Linked DNA regions of Mus musculus: region 1 is linked to region 2. A link is a contact called in public Hi-C data. All regions are on one chromosome and are shown on one strand. Each heading gives the region's core, a stretch centred on a gene start, on an enhancer-like site or on the middle of the called end of the contact. The rest is flanking DNA. Distances are from core to core; before and after follow the strand shown. Region 1 overlaps Gm29345 (a long non-coding RNA gene). Region 2 holds the start of En1 (engrailed 1).

Region 1 (3,433 bases), core at 598-3,097, 230 kb before region 2:
TTGCCCAATTTCCCCTATTGCTCATTAGCTAAGTTTCTTTTTCTGTGATAAAATATTCTGGCAAATGAACTTCAGAGAGAAAAGTTTTATTGTAGCTCATAGTTCAAGCTGTAATCCATTAAGGTGGGGAAATCAAGGCAGTAGGCAGCTGGGCACATGGCATCTTTAATCAGGAAGCAGAGGGTGGTGGATGATGGTGCTCAGCTCTCTTCACTTATACAGCCAGGGATCCCATCCAGAGAATGGTGCCACCCATAGTGGGCAGGTATTCCCACAAGAAGTAATGCAGGCAAGACAAATCCCCCTACAGGCATGTCCAGAGGACCATCTCCTGGGTAATTCTAGATTTGGTCAAGGTGACAATTAGCACTAACCATCACATTCATCTATTTCCATGAACTAGAAGTTGTCACTGAGTGACAAAGAAATGATAAAGCTATGCACTTAGCTTTGTGTGTGAATGGAAGAATAGATTCTATGTGATCATACTCAGAATGAAATGATACATTTCGCCTTAAAATATCTATCTGAAGTTTTGCAATAAGTCATGGACACAAGAGCTAATGTTTTTTTTTTTTACAACCATTCTCAGTTCATGTGCCATGATAGCCAAAGTCTAACAATGTTTCTGGGACTTGGTATCATTTATCTGAATTGTGGCAACTGAGAATTGTGTGTTTTAGAACTGTGCAAAGGAAATGGTGTTATGTAGAAGACCTCAGGAACAGAGAAACTGTGTTAACAAGTGCTGATACTTGCTCTTGAGTTTACAAGACTCCAGTGGATAAAGCACTTGCTCTGCAAGCATGAGGACCTGAATTTGAACTTCAGAATCCATGTAAAGAATGCCAGGCATGGCGACAAATCCCAGTGTTGGGGCAGGGGGATGGGGGTGGGGGATAAAAAGTAGAAGATTTCTGAGGCTCATTGATCATTGAATTATTCTACTTACCTACTTACAGAGAGAGATGGGAGGAGGAGGAAGAGGAGAAGGAAGGGAGGAAGGGAGGAAGGGAGGAAGGGAGGAAGGGAGGAAGGGAGGAAGGGAGGAAGGGAGGAAGGGAGGAAGGGAGGAAGGGAGGAAGGGAGGAAGGGAGGAAGGGAACTGTGAGGATGGTGGGCTGGCAGACACCATAGGTGCTATACTATCGTCATAACACCATCCATCCATGTTAAAACACTGTACCCTAAACTAATAAGATAAAGCTTTGGCACAATAGATTCCACCACACATCCATCACAACTGTCTATGTACATTCTTCCTTGCCTCTAGAGAGACGGTCCATCAAGTTCCCTTCTGCCCTGGAGAAGTATTATGAATTCCCTCATCCAGCTGATCTTCAGGGAAACCAAGTATATTCTTGGCCCTGAAATCTGTAGCTAGCATCTGCTCACACCTGCATCAGAGCTACCATATTATCCGGTTTTCAATTCAATCACACAATGAGTTTGTCCACTGGCCATGACAGCCCATAAGTGCCCCCCCCCCCCCGCCTTGAGCTCAGGCAACCAGAGATTCTGGGGTGCTTCCTGCCCTAACCCTTGTCCGCCACAGGTATGTAGCTAGAATGAAGTAAAAGATAAGCACCTTTAGAAAAAACACAGAACTCACCCTATTTAGGAGGTCAGGAGAACAAAACAGAGAGGATTCTTATTCTGGAGCCTGGACCCACTCGACCTGACCCCTCCTCCCCTCCAGCCTTTTACAGGGTCTTAGATAATCTGGCTAGACCTTTAGCAGTACATAAATGCCAATGCATTCTTGTGGGGCCACTATCTTGGATAGACATGGTCATGGCTACTCTGTGAATGCTTGCTACAGGCTGAGAGAACTGACTCTTTCCCCAAGAATGTACTGGAAACTGGGGGTTGTTTCTGAAGCCAAATAATAGAAGGTCAAAGGCTCTAGATGAAGCATGGAGAGAAAAAATTTCACAAGCCAAGATGGGAACTTTGTTCTCCACACATACCTCAACTTTAAACTATTGCACCTGGCCCTAACTGCATGGTGTTTGGATGAGATAGATCAGACAATAGAGCAGAATAATTTCAGGGATGTGGAATATCTTTTCCTCCTATCCTGTCTATCATGTGGGTTTCTTCCACGTTACAATAGATCTATTCTTGCCCAAGCTGATATTGATTTTCTCTTTTCTTATTGTTAGAGGAGCTGGGTTGGGGGAGGTTTGGGGTATGCTTATGTCTGGATCGCCACCCAAGTATTTTCTTCTCACTATCCCTGGCAACCTCCTACCTAAGCGCCTGCCAATCACAAGAAATGTCTTCTGAGTTCTTGCCAGTTTGCAAACACATCTGCTTTTACTATTTGACAGAGCATGGGGCTGGATGATGGTATGTGATTGGCCTCAAAGGACTTATCACATTTGATCCATTGTGTGTCAGCCTGGGGATCCCCTCCCTTCATGTACCCCCAAGTTTGGTGTTTTAACCATGTGCCTGGTCTATTGTTGTCTTTCTTGTTCCAAGATGAGATCTTTTGGGATGAGCTTCATCAGGTCTCACACTCTTGGTCTCATACTAAATATGCGAAGTTACTGGATTTTTGCCTTTACTCATCTTCTGGGCTTGAAGGGAAGAGACCCCTGATTTACACACCATCTCCTGTCTTGTGCTTGGTTTGGGCCAACATTCCTCAGAGCTGTGTCCACATGTGTATTTAGCTGGCCAAATGTTCAGCCAAACAGTCAGTGGTAGAGATTCTGGTATCCAGCGAACCCAGCTGTTCAGTGGCCTAGAATGTCATCCCTCCCCCTCTACCCAGAAGGGTCTTTCTCAACCCCATGCTCCTTCCCAGACCCAGGCTCATCAGCCAGGAGGTCTCACTGACCCTTGTTGCATCCCTACTGAATGACCAACATCCTCTCCCCACTGAGTTACACATCCTCCTGCCTGGCTGCCTTCCACCTTTCTGCTGATCTTTCCTACAGCACAAAGAAATGGCCAATCAGGGTTTGAATTCTCGTCACACATTGTCTCAGTTGGATGGAGCTACCATAGCCCTAAGCCCATGCTCAAGGTGTCAGTGACCATCTCCCTGCCTTGTGCTTGGCCAACCTCCGCCATATGCCTTTCCAAGGGTATTGCTCTGTGTGCCATGTCCGTCTGCCTCTTCTTCCTGTAAGGGTGCTAGCCTTATTGGATTAAGACTATGATATAGGACTTTGTGTCAGGCCAAGGACACTTTCCTTTCTTGCAACCATCCCCATGTTTTGTGCACAACAGCATTACAGCTGGACCATTGTCAGATCCCTTTGCCTTAGTAACCTTGTCTCAAATACAGTCACATTTGGAGATTCTGAGGGTAGGGATGTTTTTATTAAGCTGTGGTGTGTATTGGTATTTGTACAGGTGCCTGTGTGTGCACATGCACGTGGAAGCCAGAGCTAACCTCAGTTGTTGTTCCTAAGATACT
Region 2 (3,285 bases), core at 570-3,069:
ACGCAGAACCAAGTCACTAACTAGGCCTATCTTCCCGCCAGCTCAAAGCGCCCTTTCCCTACTAAATAGATCAATGAGTAATTAGATATCTTTCTTCGAGATAATAAAATAAAATACAAAAATGACCTCAGGGCTCAGAGTTCGTAAAATCAAAGGACAAAAACTGGAGCCTCCTGTGCGTGCCAATAGCTGTAACTTCCTTGGTCGAATAGGCCAACATGGCAGGGCAGAATCGAGCACAGGATCGGTTGTGACTAGGACCCGGGGCAAGAGAAATAAAACGTGAAGCTGATGGAGCTTCAAACTGGACTCTCCCGGGCGTGACGGCTTGAAATTCTAGAGCATGGCCTGGACACATATGCACATCCCGGCTCGGGTACTCACCAGAGGACGGACGGTCCGAATAGCGTGTGCAGTAGACCCAGGCGGGCCACACTAGGGGTTGCTGTGAGTCAGTCTTGACCACCGGCCCACCGTTAGCCGAACCCATGAGTAGGATCGCAGGGTTGTGTTCCGGGAACTTGGCGCCCTGCGCCCCGGGACTCCCCGCGTTGCCTCCACTACCACCGCCACTGTCCGAGGGCTTCGAGGCTGCTGCCGCCGCTGCCGCCACTGCCGCTGCAGCCGCTGCTGCGGCCGCGGCCGCCGCAGCAGCCGGGTTCCCGGCTTTGGATGCGCCGGCGCTGACAGCGGTGGCGGGCTGGGAGCCGTCGGGTGGGCCACAGTTCGCATCTGGAGCACACAAGAGCGAGGCAGCCCCCGAAGCTCGTGTGCCCAGAGAGTGAACGGGGTCTCTACCTGCACCAGTCTGGCCTCGGTCACGCTCCACGCGGCTTCCTCCTCCTGCTGCTGCGCCTCCTCCGGCTGCAGCCGAAGCCACCAGGAGCTGAGGCAGGGGCTGTTCCTTTTTGCAACCGAAATCGGGCCTTAGGATGTTATCGATGAAAAAGTTGGTGGTGCGGTGCAGCTGGGCCGCGGGCTGCGGCTGGTGAGCAGGCGCCGCGAGATGCTGCGGTGGCGGCGGCGGCGGCGGCGGCGGGGGCGGGGGATGCGGGGGGAGGTGCGGGTGATGGGCCAGGGGCGGCAGACAGGGTGCCGCAGGAGGCGACGGGGGCGCTGGCTGCGGGGACACCGGCACGCTGTCTCCATCGCTGCCGCTGCTGCCGCTGGCTCCTGGGCTCAGACTCAGACTGAGGCCGCTCGGGGCCGCCGCTGCCACCGCGCCGAGGCCCGAGTCGCGCTGACTTTTAGGCTCCGGCTGCTGTTCTTCCATGCTCGGCCGCCCGGCAGCCCTGGCCGCGGCGCCGGCCCCCGCCCCCCGCGCCTCGCTCCCCACCCCACTTTGCCAGCGGGCCCGTGGGGGTGCGCGGAGAGGAAGAAGGCAAAGCGAAGCCTCAGCGAAGGCACAGGGCGGATGCAGGCGGAAAAAAGAAAGGCGAGCGTCTGGCCTGGCTCTCGCCCGCTCTGGTGGAGCAAATCTCGCTCTCTCCCTCTCTCTAATTTGTAGACATCCAGATACAGTGAAGACACTTGGCTATTATTTTCTTTTCTTTTTCTTTCTTTCTTTTTTTTCTTTCAGCAACAAGATTTCAGTGATTGGTCTTAATGGGGGGATAAGCCACGGCTCAGAAAAAAAAAAAAAGAGGGGAGAAAAAAAAAGAGAAAAAGGAATTTTTTTTAAAGCTCCGAGACTTTTTCCTTAAAGGGAAAAAAATAATCTTTAAAGTCTAGCCATCTTCCTAGGCAGTAGAGGGGTTTGACTTCCCCAGTGTCACGCTCAGCTGTGCCCAGAGAGCGAGGCTGGCAGCGCCTTTAATCGTCTTTGCTTTTTTGCAGGGAGAGCGCGTCTCCGCCAGTGCCGGGCTCCCTTTTCCCCCCTGAAATCTCTGACAGCTCGGATCTTTGCACAAACTCTCTCGCTTAAAAAAAAAAAAAATCACCCAGGCACACTTTTTGCCTTCAAACCGGAAGCACGTGAGTCAGGGCCGCACGTGTGTGAGACCAATGGCGAGCCAGAACTCGCGCTGACACTCAGGGTTCGGCCCAATGGGCGCGCGCGGGACTTTGCGGATAAATAATCCGGGGGCGGCGGCCGTGGGTGGAGAGGGGGTGCAGAGGCTCAGGCCCCGTACGTCCGGCCTGCCCTGCCCCCATTTGTGCCCACGCCCCTCCCCCCTTCAGATCCGGACTGAAGAGGGCATGAAGAGATCCGAGAAAGCTAGAATTTGGGATGTAGACAGATAAGAGAAGCAAGTCCACAACTTGTTGGAGAAATACAGGACTATGGGTTCGTGTGTGCTGGGAACAACGAGAAGCGGCAGGGATTTGGGATACCATACACCCCCCTCCCCATCCCCGGTCGCCGATTTAGTTTATATTCTTATATTCCCACGTTCTCTCTCTGTCTCCCCCCCCCCTCTCTCTCTCTCTCTCTCTCTCTCTGTGTGTGTGTGTGTGTGTGTGTGTGTGTGTGTGTGTGTGTGTGTGTGTGTGAAAAACCAAGAGATCGGGCATGAGCGAAAGACTTAGGGCTAGCTACCTTCAGAGGTGTCGTTTGTTTCCCACTAATGGCAAACCCAAGAGGCCTGCTACACCTTGCTGGCACTGTTGGTTTGTGTCAGTGGCTAGCCACACTGTCGCTGAGAGATTCGTAACTATGCCCTTCCCTGTCTGGATCACCAACACCCACAAGCTGTCCGGACGCTGTGGAGCCACGTCCAGAGGCCATAGAAGAGCCCTAGTGCATTCTGCCCTTTTCTTCCTTGGCTAAGGGAAATCCGGATTGCCCTAGCCCGGTAGAGTTGTCTCAGAAGAGCACCTAAGCCAGGCGACATGATGTGCCTCCTTGCAAGGCCTAGGTTTGGGTTTCAACTTCAGTGAAACCTCTGTGTTAGATTTCCCTGCAAAGTAAAAATCAGAACAATAAAACTACCGCGCTTCAAATGTTTGCCTTGGCCGGCTGAAGATTCAACAACGGGTTACCCTAATTCTAAGCTGAATTCGCTGGAATTGCTGCCCACTCCTGGGCATCTTGGGGTGGGGCCCTGAGCACTTTCGCCTCCAGTCGCTTCCACGCTGCTGTATTCTGGGCATTTCCTCTTTTCCCGAGTGAAATACCTCAAAAGTTTTTCCTCAACCCAGGTTAGAGAGTGAAGGGTGATGCTGGACGCCGGAGAGATTTCCTGGAGAGCTGTTTTGGAGGGTCGGGTACGAATAGACTGTTGAAGCCTTCAGTCCAAGAAAGCCTTCCACAGAGGAGGCCTTTCCCACCCAATGTCCTGTTGG

The links. A called contact is a pair of places that touch in the nucleus more often than the background predicts.
Region 1: a Hi-C map of muscle stem cells shows a contact between it and region 2, with 2.6 times the contacts expected there. The contact joins the enhancer-like site here to the promoter of En1 in region 2. A contact is called at or near these places in 2 of 39 promoter capture datasets (the 3T3-L1 cell line and liver), 6 of 484 Hi-C or Micro-C datasets (the C2C12 cell line, brown adipocytes, cerebellar granule neurons and 3 more) and 2 of 115 datasets of contacts at active chromatin or transcription factors (neural progenitor cells and pancreatic cancer cells).

Annotation. Positions count from the first base shown.
Region 1 is chr1:120,830,570-120,834,002 of GRCm38.p6, reverse strand. The region is part of intron 1 of Gm29345 (a long non-coding RNA gene); the gene reads right to left. Among named protein-coding and RNA genes, the nearest start is that of Gm34584, 25 kb to the left of the region's middle. Within about 2 kb of position 1,847, at least 3 of the 459 cell types and tissues checked have an H3K27ac peak or open chromatin away from gene starts, as enhancers often do. A contact at or near this core is called in muscle stem cells, where this site is marked.
Region 2 is chr1:120,601,021-120,604,305 of GRCm38.p6, reverse strand. It overlaps En1 (engrailed 1), which reads right to left and starts at 1,819. Exons shown (of 2, transcript NM_010133.2): 1 at 385-1,819. The coding sequence starts at 1,273.